Linked DNA regions of Mus musculus: regions 2, 3, 4 and 5 are each linked to region 1. The links are chromatin contacts, called in public ChIA-PET and HiChIP or PLAC-seq maps. All regions are on one chromosome and are shown on one strand. The core of a region is the stretch at or near the end of the contact, and the rest is flanking DNA. Distances in the headings are between cores, read along the strand shown.

Region 1 (2,682 bases), core at 105-2,604:
TGAGGGGAGGAGAGAAGGCGACAAGCGTTGCTCCGGCAACTTGAGGGGCGGAGCTCATTATGTAACGAGGCCGGGAGGCAATGACCAATGAGATGGCGGCCACGGCTTCTACTGAATGAAAACAAATGCAGCACGTGGGCCCGGCTCTGCAGCCATGTGAGCCCTCCCCAGGCTAAGTCGCTGTGGGTGCCCTGCCTGGAGATGAGTCCCAAGCACCCGACTCCTCAAATGAAGCTCCCCACTGCCGCTGAGGATTCCCCTGTGAACTCTGACCCAGTCACGCAAACCCACCAGCCCGGATCGCCCCACTTCCCAAGACTACCTGGAAGTAGGCTAGAACTGTAGAAAAGGGAAAAGAGACAGGCATACTATAGCTGCAAGGAGTGGGCAAATGGGGACGTGTCCAGAGACTGCTTCAAAATGCTGAGTCTCCCTAAACTCTTCCACTCGCCACTGGTATCCACCCTCCATTTCATCCGTTCTCGGACTGAGGGGAACTCAGGGGGTGCTAGTGATGCGTTTTAGGCACATTCCCAGCCGTAATAACCCTCTTTAGAAATCTTACCTAGTGGCTTTCATCTTAGCACAGTAACAAACACCAGCCAGAGGGAATCCCCAATCCCTTACAAAGTTCCTCTCATAAGCCTTGGATGGAAATGGAGACAGTGACAGAGCAAAGATAAGAATCTCAGTACCTGTGTTGTTATTGGAGTCCAGGGTCGTCATGTCTTCACCAGCTGAAAGCGGTCATTCAAACTGGACCTTGACACAAACTGGAGGTTGTGATGGCCTCTCTCGCCCCCTGGGCAATGGCTGAGGGAGACGAGTGAGCCCCGCAGTTCGCAATCAGGATTCCAGGCACTGAGCAGTAAGGTCTTGGGGTGGCTATACTGCAGCCCTCCAGAAGGGTAGGACGCTGAGGCACCTGAGATCTGATTTGCATGGGAAGAGCAGAGAGTGTGTGTGTGAAGAATCAGCCTGCAGCAGTTCTGGCTATAAGGTAGCAAGGAGAGTCGGGTCTCTGCAGTGCACCGGATGCCACTCCTGAAGGCTCCGCAGTGAAGCAGGGTAATGAATCTGGAGCTCCGGGTGCAAAAGTCCCAAAGGAAGAGAAGCTGCAACCAGGAAGTAAGTAGGTGATGGAGAAATGAGGCACCAGGACGCAAAGAGAGACGTGTGCCCTGCTACGTTTCCTCAGCAGTAATATTTCACTCTGCCAATCTCAACCGCCTTTTGCCCGAGCCTTTCCCTGGGACAGAGGGCTCTGCGCAGGCGCCAGCAGCCCAGGGTTCCCGGGCCGCACGCGGCACTGGAGCAGGTACCATGTGATTCCAGGGAGCGCCTCGTGCCCCAGTGACACACTTTTCCAGCAGCCGGCACGTTGAGATCTGTGCGCCTGCGCACCGCCAGGATTGTTGGGATTTGTAGTCTACTGACAATGTAGGTGGAGTGTGCCTATTCCTTTTCTGCTTTGCAAAAGTGCTTGCTGGCAGCGGGGAGGAGCTGAAAGTGGACTGGGGTGGGGTTTTCTGAAGAGTCAGGGTGGCGTGTTTGGAAAGCCTTGTATGGCAAGGGCATGTGAATTCCTGGGGAGGGCCTGGCAAGCTTTACTGCTCCGTGGAAGATCAAAGCTAAAAGGCCCTTTCTGCAAACCTAGCAAACGTGAGAGCTTCACGTGATTGGAGAACTGACCTCACCCTGAGGTTAGTGGTGACTAGGGGGAGAAAGACAAGCTGGGAGGAGAGATTTCCCTTAAATCAAGAACTTAAGCATCTTTTGCTATGGTGACAAGGTGGGCGACAAGCAGTGTAAATAAAACCCCTTTCTCTTCTTCACCCTAACCCCAGCCCCCACGGGTAGGACTGGCATAGCACGGGGATATCCCTAGGGACTCCCTGTTTGCTTATATGACACCACACTGCCCACTCAAGTGACTTTGGGGTGAGTCATTTCCCTTTGTCTGGGAAATAAAAAGGAGAACAAAGGGAAAGTGCTCTGAGGTCCTCATAGAGAGAGGGGGGTCTGCTCTCTGCAGGGCTTCATGATAGCAGAAGAAGCCCACAGTTTAGGGAGAACATGAGGATCATTTAACTCCCACCCCTCAACTCCCCGAATTGGCAGGGTGTAGTGGCTCGTGCCTGCAATCACCGTCCTTGAGAGGCTGAGGTAGGAGGACTGTCGTGAATTTGAAGCTGACTTGAGCTGCAAAGCAAGCTCCTACTAAGCGAGGAGGGAGTGAGGATCTTCCCTCCTCTTACTGAAGAAGAAAAGGGACCGCCATCTCAGGGACTGGCTCAAGGTCAGGCATTCACTGCTTATTTCTTGTGACCGTCCCGTCCCTGAGATGGCGGATAAATGAGCACATGAAGCACTTAGCATCTCTCTCAGAGCAGCAGTCATCTCAGGAGTGAGAAACACAGAGGCCTGGGGGAAGGGGTCTGTTCTCTGGGGCTTGGGTTGTAAAGAGAGATGGACACGTATCTTCAAGCAGTCGAGTAAGCCCCAGCCACCCTGCTCCTATCTCCAAGTCCTCTGTAATCTCTACACTTGGGGATGGAGGGGGGGTGCTTTTTTTTTTTTTTTTTTAACCTTAAGTCTTTCTCTACTTGCACTTAGGAAGCTCCAGAGAGTTCTGGGAATCCTGGGAAGCAAGCTACCTTGGAGTCAGAGAAAAGCATACGG
Region 2 (2,682 bases), core at 131-2,630, 780 kb before region 1:
GGCGAGAAACCGCCTGGCATTCCACACCTGCCAGGACTGAAATGTGTTTGGCAGGGTAGATCGCGGGAGGCCGTGGGACCTGAAGTCACCCATTGCTGGCGGGATCCAAATCCAGGCCAGCAGCCACTAAATCAGGAAGGTCATACCAGCGTCTTCCCATCACTTCTTGTCTACAACTACCCACTAACCCAGGGAAGGGCTCTGGTGATTGGTGCAAATGACTATCAGTCTAGTGTGAGGCCCAGCCCACTCTATCCACCCAGTAGTTACTTACAACTGGTAGAGAATGGTGGTCTTCCCTGCATTGTCCAGTCCCACGATAATGACTTTGTGCTCTGGAGGCATCCAGGGGAAGGGCAAGGTCAGAGCCAACCCGGACGACTGCGGGCGTGGGTGTCCCTAGTAGGCTTCTCGTCCTGGCCTCTTCCTCACCCTCTGCTCTTGTCTGGATGAATGGATGCCTTCTCTCCCGGCTCCACACATCCCTTGGCAATCTCCGAGCTAAAGCTCGGTATCTCAGCTTTCTGTGTGCGCCCCCCCCCCCAATTTCCTAGGATGCTCAGAGAAACGCGGTCCGGGGGACCTCTGTCGAAGACTGTACCGTTTCACTTGCCATCGGACCGGACCCCTGCACCCCTCCTGACCCCCTACCCCACCTCCGTCTACATTTCTAGACAGCGATCGTCTAAAGGGTCCGAAGCACACTGGGCTCTAAATCACAATCTCAGGAAATTGACTTTGGGGGCCCTCAGGGTCGCACACAGCTCAGCTGGGTGGTGGGGTCAGAGGCAGAAGGCTCTCCCACCCCTGTGCACTGGGCACACTGAAGCGCGGGGTCAAGGTGGGGGGCGGGGGGCTTGTGGGAGGAGAGCAGGCAGGAGGCCATGGAGAGTATGGGAGTGCACAAATCCAACTCTAGCAGCGCAAGGTTCCCAGTCAGTCTTCACGGACGACTCCAAAATCCCAAGAGCCCCAGAAGACAGCGGAATCAAAGAGGTCACTGGGCTGCCCGGTGCGCCGCTTACCCTGACTCCCAAAGATTCGCATCAGCTTGGCTATCAGCTGTCCCATGGCACTCCCGGAGCTGGGGGCGGGCGGGGCTCAGCAGCCTCCAGGACCAGAGTCTGGCCCCAAATCTTCAAAGCCCTGCCTGGGGGAGGGCCAGACCCGCTGCTCCTATCAAATGTGCGGAACCCCAAGCGTCACCCTCGAGACCTGGGAATCCCACCGGACGCTGGCTCTTTCTCGGTGCTGAGGGTCTGAGTGGCGTCACCACGAAGACTAGGTATTTGTCTAGGGGCAGGAAAGTGCAAGGAAAATCCCAGAGTCCTCTTTACCCTGAGAAAACTGAAGTTGGAACTATCTGCTTTAGTGTTGCGAGTAGAGTGAGCAATGTGCAAAATGTCTGCTCTTCCTCTCCAAAAGCCACCGCTGGGGGGAAACCCTCCAAGGGCGGTCCAGCTTTCTCACATTGAGACACAGCATCCTCATCTACAAAGTTCAGACTGAAGAACCCTGCAACTCAGTTACAAAACAAACAACAAAGAATCTCAAAATGTTTTGCTAATCCAATCTAGTAATTTTTTAAAACTTTTTGTTTGCTTGTTTGTTTTTGTTTTTTGAGACAGGGTTTCTCTGTGTAGCCCTGACAGTCCTAGAACTCTCTGTAGACCAGACTGGACTCCAACATCAGAGATCCACCTGCCTCTGCCTCCTGAGTGCTGGGATTAAAGGTGTGTGCCACCAAGCCCAGCATTTTAAGATTTTGTGTGTGTGTGTGTGTGTGTGTGTGTGTTTTCACGTGCACGCACGCTGAACCACATGCCATATGTTTAAATACATGTATACCTTTGGAAGCCAGACGAGGTACTCAGATCCTAGCTTGGATACTGGAAACCCAACTCAGGTCCTCTTAAAGAGCAGCAAGTGCTTTTAACTGTTGAGCCCTCTCTCTAGCCCCTAATTACATAGTATTGTAATTTTTCCCATTTTGTGTTAGATGGCATTCACAGCTATCCTTAGCTACATGCAATTGCATGCAACCTGCAGGCCACAGTCTGAGGAGATGGTTCAGCAGTTAAGAGCACGTGTTGCTCTTCCAGAGGACCAAGTTCTGTTCCCAGCAGCCACCATAGACAGATAAGGACTCTCTATTAACTCTGGGTCCAGGGAACTTGTTGCTTCTGGCTTCTGCACTCTGTGCAATACCCACATGCAAATGCACACACCAATATATAATTAAAAGTAATAAAAATAAAAAATTTAAATCACCATGATTGCTGGGCATGGTGGCACACACCTTTAATCCCAGCATTTGGGAGACAGAAGCAGGTGGATCTCTGAGTTTGAGGCCAGCCTGGTCTACAGAGTGAGTTCCATGCCCCTTCCCCATTCCAAAGGAAATGAAACAATAAATACCGAGCCTGGGCTACATAGTGAGATTGTCTTTTACAATCTAAACCAGCCAGTCTCTCTCAGCAGAGGGAAAAGTCTTTTTATTTGTTGATTTGTTTGTTATTTTCAGAGGACCTAAATATATAATCTGTCACCCTGGCTGGCTTTAAACTCCTGAACTCCAGCAATCCTCCTGCCTCAAACTTCTGAGTGGCCTTCTGGCCTCACAGGCTCCAGCAGCAGGTAGACCCAACAGTGGGTTTGTGGGTCACGAGGAAAGTAGCAGCC
Region 3 (2,682 bases), core at 62-2,561, 750 kb before region 1:
TGATCTAGACCAGGCTGTTCTCAAACTCACAGAGATCCACCTGCCTTTGCCTCCTGAGTGCTGGTACATACTACAATACCCAGCTTGGGTCTAGGACTTTTAAAAAACAGGGTTATTTTTATTTATGTGCATATCCATGCATGCCATCATATCTGCTCTACCTCACTGTGCCAGCGCATGAGACTGGCACAGGGCACCAGGTAGCAAGGAGTTACTGACAGTTCTGAATGTTTACAGGCAGATATGGATGTTGGGAATCCAACTGCAATCCATTGCAAACGCACAAGCCTGTGCCATCTCTAGTCCCACTCCCTGGTTTTTGGGTTTGTTTTTTAATCGGGGCTCCCAATATCCGGGCTGGCCTTGAACTCCATATGTCGCTAAGGGTGGCCTTGAAATTCTGATCCTTCTGCCTCCCAAGTACTGGGGTCTTATTCTGTAGCCCAGATTGCCTGGACCACCTTAAATTTGGGTCCATATCATTTCCTGACAGGATTAAGGGAGTAAGCCAGCTGCTCCGCTCCGGAGCTCCAGATATTTGAACTTTTGGCCCCCAGAACATTCTCTTTGGGTTTTCAGTCAGAGGTCTCCAAAGCCATTCGTCCTTTTTTGTTCTGACAACCCTTCGTTTAGTCAATGTAGGGTCTCCTCACACGGACTTGCTACAGTGCAGATTGAGCCAAACGAGATTGGTTCCGCTTGCTTGTGCTAACGCCTTTTTTGTAATAGTAGATGCATATGATTTTCACAAGTGGATGACAGAAATACGAGGCTTAGGTTCAGACTACAATGGAGATTGAAATGGAAGCATCCAGAGATAGGGATCTGCGGGGGCACTGAGAAAAATCTCTTGGTTTTTGCCTGCGCGCGAGCTACTACTCTCTGGGAGCGAAAGCGGGGTAGTGTCCGCTGGCTCTCCGCCGTCCTTATTCTCTAACACTCCCTTCGCTCCTTTTCTCCCAGCTAATCTAGAAACCTTTCACAGACCGCTAGCCCTCCGCGAAGACCAGGCCGTCCAGGCCAAACCCTCCTCACGCCGCCTGCGCGACTTAGCGTGACTTCCGGCTACCCAGAGGACCACGTGACCAAACGCCCTCACTGCGCATGTGCGCCGCGGAGTCGGACTGAACCATTTTGCCCGACGAAAGGGGTAGGTCTTTTGTGTTTTACAGTTTAAAACTGATTCTCGATCTCCAGTATCTAGGATCACGATTTTTTAGGAAGAAAACAAATTAGTGTGAGATGAAATAAGGTGAAATAGCGTAGCGTAAATACAGACAATCATGGAGTGGGGCTTGGGCTCTCCCCTTCGCAGATAATGGGCGGAGCCTGCGGCCCACAAGCTCTTTCCTTTCGCTGCTGCGGCCGCAGCCATGAGGTGAGCGGGCCCGGCTCTCGGTTCTTGGCCGATGAGGTCGACGGGGCCGACGGGGCCGGCAAGGCTTGGCAGGGATCGGGGCCGGGACCCCGGATGGCAGAGGGGAGAGGGGAGGCGAGCGTGGTGCGGCCGCACCCGGAGCGCGGAGAGCGCGCACGGCCTGGGCCTAGGGAGGGTGGAACGCGGGACGCCGAGGCCCGAAGATCTCCCGCGGGCGCCGCTCTCTGCCTGTCACGCGTTGTGAGGCAGGGCGCGGGGAGAGCAGCGGCGACAGGGCCCTGAGTGGCTCCTCGGCTCGCCGGAGCCCAACAGACCCCTACCATGTAACGTGGGACAAGTCTCGGGCAAGGCCAGGCCTCCGAGTGCGGAGGATGAGGTGCCGGGTCGGCTTCCGCCCGAACGGCTGGACGAGGTTTATTAACGTGAAAAAGAGCCCAGAAAGCAAAGAGCCTCGCCTGTTCTGGGTAAACAGGCTGCGTCACAGTCGAGTCTGATCAATTCGTGTCTGATCCTTAACATTAAAGTCTTCACCGAGCCAAGTACCCGGAAGAGCTTAAGCACCCCTTCCCCCCACCCCAGATCTCAAATGGCTGGCCACTTTGGCCACGTTCATTGCCCAGGTCTTTCTTGGTTTGGATTTAAGGCCTTGCTTTGGAAATAGTTATTAGAGGACAGGAAGGGGTGGCAAAAATTTTAGGTCTAGGGGGTGTGTTTGCCCTTAATAGAAATGTATGCATACTGGTGTATATTTTAGAGGGAAGATTTTGCTTGGAGTGTTTGTTGTTGTTCAGATGTCGCTTCCAGGGCTTACTAGTGCTTTCTGTGTACCCAGTATGCTCAGGCTACAGAAGAGGCTTGCCTCTAGTGTCCTCCGCTGCGGGAAAAAGAAGGTCTGGTTGGATCCCAATGAGACCAATGAAATCGCCAATGCCAACTCCCGTGAGTATGATCTGTCACCCTCACTCACTATCTACCTATAAGGAGATAAGTATGTATGTCTTATACATATATCATTGTATATAGAAATAGTTTATAGGGTGCAACCATCTCGTGTTACATTAATAATTTATGAGTAAAGTGAGTATTTTATGTCCCGTGGAAGTTTTTGATATTTAAAGACTGGAGGATGTTGGATGAGGTTTCAAGACAGAAGCAAGCCTTGTTAGTATCAGACCAAGTACTTTGTTAAACTGCATTTCAGATACACCAATATGCTATGAAATATTTACGAGGTAAATGTTCTTTTTAAAATAAGTATTCCAGGATTTCATCTCCTTTTCAGGATGTTGGGTCAAGGGTAAGAG
Region 4 (2,682 bases), core at 60-2,559, 630 kb before region 1:
TCACCCGAAGCCCACAAACTTTTTGTCTCAAATTTATCTTTTAAAGGGAGCTGAAGGGAAACACTGGGTGTTAAAAATACAACAAGAGAGAGGAGACAGGAAGCCAGCAAGTGAGATGAACACTGAGCCTGGGCCCAGCACAGGTCAGTCAGCCTGAGCCTCTGCCAGAAAAGGCCAGGTAACATTTTCTCTTGTGTAAGTTTCTTTGTCTCTCGGCCTACCAATGAAACCTCCAGCACATCTCCAAACTACTGTATTTCATTTCACCAGTACTTAGGATACTTCCCAAAGGAATCCCTTTCTCAGTCGTGAACTCGCTTTTAAAGATCTTTCTGACTATGTACGGTTCCATTCCAAGACTACAAACCTCCTTTTCAGAGGACAAACTTAAGACAAAACAAAAAAACAAAACAAAACAAACCAGGAATGGGTTCTCCGAAGGCTCTCAGACCTTCCTCGCATTCTCGGAACAGATATCTAAGTTCCCAATAAACAATGAACCACAAAAGTATTAGACTACACGGGGAAGAGGAAGTATTAGAATATCCAAACAGCACGAAAACCCCACAGTCGCCTCTATCGTCCCAGTTTACTACCACCCCCAACTTCCTACTTCCACCGAGGACTAATCGATTCCCGCTCGGGTGGAGATTCACGAAGGCAGCAGGCGCTGGCCAGTCGGGGACTGAGTGCTTTCACTGCGTGGTGGAAGGAGGCTAGCCAAGGGCTGGGCAGAGAATGGGAAGCTGGGTGTTATGGGGGAGGGGGGATTTAGGGCGCCAGGGCTAATCCCGGCCAGGGCCCGCGGGTGGAAGGGGCAGCAGGCGAACCTCCCGGAAGGCGAGGCAAGCCGGTGCGCGGGGCTTGCGGGTCGCAAGCAGGGGAGGACGCCGGCGGCCGCATCGGGGGCGGGTGGCGGGCCGCACAAGGGAGGAGGCTCCGGTCGAGCTACTGTTTGGGGTGCGAGAGCTGGCCTTCGCCGCCGCCCGAGACCCCTCCGAGCTCACACCTCAAACCTGCTCTTGGTCACTCCGTTCACGTCCCTCCTCATGGGGCCGGCGGGTGCGGCCCGGGCAGGGCGCTGCGGCGTGCGGAGTGCAAAGATAGGGGCCAGGGCAGGCCCCGGAGTTCCGGGAGCGGGAGGCGGCGGCGGCAGCAAGGCGAGGCTCGCCCGGCCGACGCGGAGGAGCGACCGCTCGAGTCCCGCGGGGGCCTCCACCACCGCCCGCGGCGTCCGCGGCCGCGACGACTGCCAGTCGCTAGCTCGGTCCTCTCCAAAGCCTCAACTTCAACCCAAAACAAAAACACTCCCCACCTGCCAGCAACGCCGCTCCTCATTGGGCAGAGCCGCCCGGGCCTCGGAACGTCGGGGGAGGGGAGGAGCGCTCGGCGGCGGCGGCGCGAGCCCACCCCTCCCCCACCCGGCGCAGCCCCGGACGGTGAGCCCGCGAGCGCCTGGAACGTGGGGTGACCGGGCGCCAGCCCACCAGGACAAGGAGAAGCAGGGAAGTGCCCAAGTGCGCGCCTGCTTCGGTGCGCGCGCGGGCGTGGGGGGGGGGGGCACGGTGTGTGTGCTGTGGGGCGGGTGCGAGTGCGCGCGTGCCCGCGGACCGGCGAGAAGAGCAGAACAGGGACAGGAACATCACCGGATCCCCTCCAGCACTGCGAGGGCTCACTGGCACGTAGCGACCCACGCGGAACCTGAGCTTTCAGCCTAGGGTCCCCAGCTCTGATCTGATCACTTCCCCGGCGGCCTGAGCTGGCACCCACGTCTTTCTGACCACCCAGCTCCCGTCCTCTATCACTCACTGTCGCCTTGAACCCAAAGTGCAGCAGGCGGTCCCTGCTCGGAGCCATTTTCCTCCTCTTTCTAGACGTCTCTAGGTTGGGGCAGTGCCGCCGCCGCTGCCGCCGTAGGTGCTGCCGCCGCCTCCCCCACCCCGGTGAATTGCATTACGGGGTGCTGCAGGGAGGCCTGGGGGGCCCCTGCGGGGCGGATGGCTCTCAGTGCCAGGCTCCAGAAGGCAGGAGCTGGTTGCGCTAAGAGGAGGACGTAGCGCCAGCTCTGCACAGGAGCTGGCAGCGAGGCTACACCTCGGGATCAGGGGGTGCAATGCCCCAGCCCAGTACCCATTCCTTGGGCCGGGGGAGGGGCTGGCGTCAATCGGGTGGGGGCGGGCAAGGCACAAGGGCCATTGGCGTCCCCGCCCCTCCGGCCGCTGGCGCCCAATGGGCTGCAGCGGCTGCTCACCCTCCAATCGGAGAGCTGGTTCGTGAGAGCCACGGCGTGACGCCATTTCGGCGGGAGAAACAAGCATGTAGGAGCGAGTAGGCGGGGGCGGTTGCCCATAGGAAACTCTTCCATTGGATTTCGCTCCTAGTATAAAAGGTAGTCTGTCATCTTTTTGTTAACTCCAGCCTTCAAGACTTCCAAAATCTATGACCTATTTTCCACGAATTATGAAACAACCGAGAGTGAAATTGCTCCGTCAGAGACATTACAAAATGTACCAAACCTGAAATATTAAAAACTACCATAAATCCCAGCCGTCCTAATTAGACCTTAATACTGCTTCCAATTTTATGCTCAAAGCAATTACGAGTTTGTCGTCAGACCTTTTCTACTTAGTTTTAGAACTTGAAAAAGATGAACTTTTAAGAGCAAAAGTGTTACAGTATACC
Region 5 (2,682 bases), core at 122-2,621, 570 kb before region 1:
ACATCCCAGCAGTCGAGAAACGGCTGAGGCTGAATAGCCACAACTGGGAGTCCAGCCTGGGTTACTAAGAACGTGCTGTAAGACATCCTGACATTTCCCCCAACTTTGGCACTCTAACCTTTCTACTGACTAGCCCCCCTGAATCCGGGAGTCCTTGCCTGTAAATTCGCAATGAGGACAGTGTCCCATGGGTGTGAGGGCAGAGAAAATGAATGCAAAACGCCTAAACTCAGCAAATTCCGCAGTACCAAGCGTTGTTTGCACATTCAGACTTAAAGCAGGGCGGTGGTGGTGCGTGCTCCATGCCCTTAATCGCAGCACTCCGGAGGCAGAGGCAGGCGGATTTCTGAGTTCGAGGCCAGCCTGGTCTACAGAGTGAGTTCCAGGACAGCCAAGGCTACTCAGAGAAACCCTGTCTCAGAAACCCAAGCCCTACCAGAATCCCCAATATTCAAACTTGCGCTGTAATGTCCCCAATGTTCACTTGTCCCTTGTTTTTTTTTTTTTTTTTAAACCCTATTAAATCAAAAGACTTCTTACAAGCTGTGCTAAGACCCATCCCCACCGGAACCTGGGGATATTTAATCAAAGAATTACCATTTAGGTTTAAATTTTAAAGGTAATCTCCGCAACTTCCGCTCCTATAAAGCCCCCCAAAAGGGGGAGTTGGAAAAGTATCGCGAGAATCTAACGGGCTGCGTTTGCGGCTTGGGTCCCGTTCTCGCGTTTTCTGGTGAAGGAATGTGTCGAGGTGAAAAGGGAAGCGCCAAGTATCGCGGGAGTCCAGCGGAGTCTCGCGATACTTGCGGCATTCGCCCCTCCCCCTCCCCCTCTAGTGCCGTTTCGGTTTAATCTAGTGTGTGAGTGAGTCTGGGCGAGGGAGTGAGATGTGGCTGTGAGGTGTCGGTGTGAGGCGGAGGCTAGCGAAGGGGGCTCCCTCAGGCACGAGGGACAAAGGGGGGGAGCTGAGGCAACCTAGGCCGCGGAGGCCTGGCGACAGGAAGCCAGCCGCCCCGAGCCGGGCGACCGGGTAGGGGAAGGGCCTGCGTAGTCCTCCCGGGGCTCCAGAGCCGCCGTCGGCCCCACAGGCTCCGGCGGACGCCTTCCTACTTCCTTGAGCGCCAGGGCTCGCGGGCCCGAATATCGGCTCGGCGGGGGTGGGCGGCCGTGAGGGGCGGACTCGAGCAGCTCCCGGCGTCGCGCTCCTCCCGTGCCGAGGAACTCTTGGTTTCTTCCCTCTCTCCTTCACCCCCCACCTCATGTAGGAGGGCGCTGAGGCGGCGAGAGGGAGGAGGAGCCTCGCCTGCGGTCCCTGCCCTCCCCACCCCCGTCTAGGGGCTCTTCGGGGGGCGTGGAGTCGGGGCTGGGGGGGAGGGTGGGGCTTTTTGGAGCGCCGGGGAACTTTTTCCCCTGCTTCAGGCCCGGGGAAAGGGAATGCCCAATTCCGAGAGACATGGGGGCAAGAAGGACGGGAGCGGAGGAGCTTCTGGAACTTCGCAGCCGTCATCGGGAGGTGGCAGCTCCAACAGCAGGGAGCGTCACCGCTTGGTGTCGAAGCACAAGCGGCATAAGTCCAAGCACTCCAAAGACGTGGGGCTGGTGACCCCCGAAGCGGCATCTTTGGGTACCATAATCAAACCACTGGTGGAGTACGATGACATCAGCTCTGATTCAGACACCTTCTCCGATGACACGGCCTTCAAATCAGACCGGAGGGAGAACGAGGAACGTCGGGGAACGGATCGGAGCGATCGCCTGCACCGACATCGTCACCACCAGCACCGGCGGTCCCGAGACTTGCTAAAAACTAAACAGACGGAAAAGGAAAAAAATCAGGAAGTCTCCAAATCTGGATCTATGAAGGACCGGGTATCGGGCAGTTCCAAACGGTCCGTGGAGGGGAGTGATGATTATGGGAAGGCCCAGCTATCCAAAAGCGGCAGCAAGGAATCCAGGTCGTCCAAAATGCACAAGGAGAAGACCCGCAAAGAGCGAGAGTTAAAGTCTGGATACAAGGACCGGAGTAAAAGTCATCGGAAAAGGGAAACACCCAAAAGTTACAAAACCGTGGCTAGCCCTAAACGGAGATCCAGGAGTCCCCATAGGAAATGGTCTGACAGTTCCAAGCAAGATGACAGCCCTTCCGGAGCTTCTTATGGCCAAGACTACGATCTTAGCCCCCCAAGGTCTCACACTTCTAGCAACTATGACTCCTACAAGAAGAGTCCTGGAAGTACCTCAAGAAGGCAGTCAATCAGCCCACCTTACAAAGAGCCTTCTGCTTACCAGTCCAGCACTCGGTCACCCAGTCCTTACAGCCGACGACAGAGGTCTGTGAGTCCCTATAGCCGGAGACGGTCCTCCAGCTATGAAAGGAGCGGCTCTTACAGCGGGAGATCACCCAGCCCCTATGGCCGAAGGCGATCAAGCAGCCCTTTCCTGAGCAAGAGGTCTCTGAGTCGGAGTCCACTCCCCAGGTGAGCTGTTGTCTGTCCTTCCTAAGGTAGGGTCGGTTGGGAGGAATTGAAAATGAGTCTTTAACATTTTGTTAAAGCTTTCAGTGTTCTTCTTTGACAAGTCATTTAGGTAAGTTTGGCTTTCCCCTCGCCCAATTGAGAAGTAAACATTCCAAGTGCCTCCAACTATTCAAGCAAGGTAGGTAAGGTACTTTGCAGTAATGGA

The links. ChIA-PET counts read pairs in DNA pulled down with a chosen protein or histone mark. HiChIP or PLAC-seq counts read pairs in DNA pulled down with a chosen protein or histone mark.
Region 2: a contact with region 1 is called in an RNA polymerase II ChIA-PET map of memory CD8 T cells, with 12 read pairs. The contact joins the promoter of Arl5c here to the promoter of Nr1d1 in region 1. A contact is called at or near these places in 3 of 39 promoter capture datasets (the C10 cell line, hippocampal neurons and pre-B cells), 2 of 115 datasets of contacts at active chromatin or transcription factors (large pre-B cells and memory CD8 T cells) and 1 of 9 other capture datasets (liver).
Region 3: a contact with region 1 is called in an H3K27ac HiChIP or PLAC-seq map of microglia, with 5 times the contacts expected there. The contact joins the promoter of Rpl19 here to the promoter of Nr1d1 in region 1. A contact is called at or near these places in 1 of 39 promoter capture datasets (hippocampal neurons), 1 of 15 datasets of contacts at CTCF or cohesin (large pre-B cells), 1 of 484 Hi-C or Micro-C datasets (embryonic stem cells), 3 of 115 datasets of contacts at active chromatin or transcription factors (large pre-B cells, memory CD8 T cells and microglia) and 1 of 9 other capture datasets (liver).
Region 4: a contact with region 1 is called in an RNA polymerase II ChIA-PET map of memory CD8 T cells, with 11 read pairs. The contact joins the promoter of Fbxl20 here to the promoter of Nr1d1 in region 1. A contact is called at or near these places in 2 of 115 datasets of contacts at active chromatin or transcription factors (memory CD8 T cells and pancreatic cancer cells).
Region 5: an H3K27ac HiChIP or PLAC-seq map of extraembryonic endoderm stem cells shows a contact between it and region 1. The contact joins the promoter of Cdk12 here to the promoter of Nr1d1 in region 1. A contact is called at or near these places in 2 of 39 promoter capture datasets (cranial neural crest and pre-B cells) and 4 of 115 datasets of contacts at active chromatin or transcription factors (bone marrow-derived macrophages, embryonic stem cells, extraembryonic endoderm stem cells and 1 more).

The regions. Positions count from the first base shown.
Region 1 is chr11:98,774,023-98,776,704 of GRCm38.p6, forward strand. It overlaps Nr1d1 (nuclear receptor subfamily 1, group D, member 1), which reads right to left and starts at 1,355. Exons shown (of 8, transcript NM_145434.4): 1 at 696-1,355. The coding sequence starts at 726. It overlaps Gm31862 (a long non-coding RNA gene), which reads left to right and starts at 1,389. Exons shown (of 4, transcript XR_880204.3): 1 at 1,389-1,792; 2 at 2,617-2,682.
Region 2 is chr11:97,994,793-97,997,474 of GRCm38.p6, forward strand. Arl5c (ADP-ribosylation factor-like 5C) reads right to left here and starts at 1,381. Exons shown (of 6, transcript NM_207231.1): 1 at 1,026-1,381; 2 at 275-335. The coding sequence starts at 1,071.
Region 3 is chr11:98,025,613-98,028,294 of GRCm38.p6, forward strand. Rpl19 (ribosomal protein L19) reads left to right here and starts at 1,312. Exons shown (of 6, transcript NM_009078.2): 1 at 1,312-1,378; 2 at 2,211-2,317. The coding sequence starts at 1,374.
Region 4 is chr11:98,148,307-98,150,988 of GRCm38.p6, forward strand. It overlaps Fbxl20 (F-box and leucine-rich repeat protein 20), which reads right to left and starts at 1,310. Exons shown (of 15, transcript NM_028149.1): 1 at 1,010-1,310. The coding sequence starts at 1,051.
Region 5 is chr11:98,201,934-98,204,615 of GRCm38.p6, forward strand. It overlaps Cdk12 (cyclin-dependent kinase 12), which reads left to right and starts at 1,372. Exons shown (of 14, transcript NM_001109626.1): 1 at 1,372-2,477. The coding sequence starts at 1,435. Gm38963 (a long non-coding RNA gene) reads right to left here and starts at 697. Exons shown (of 4, transcript XR_880193.2): 1 at 598-697.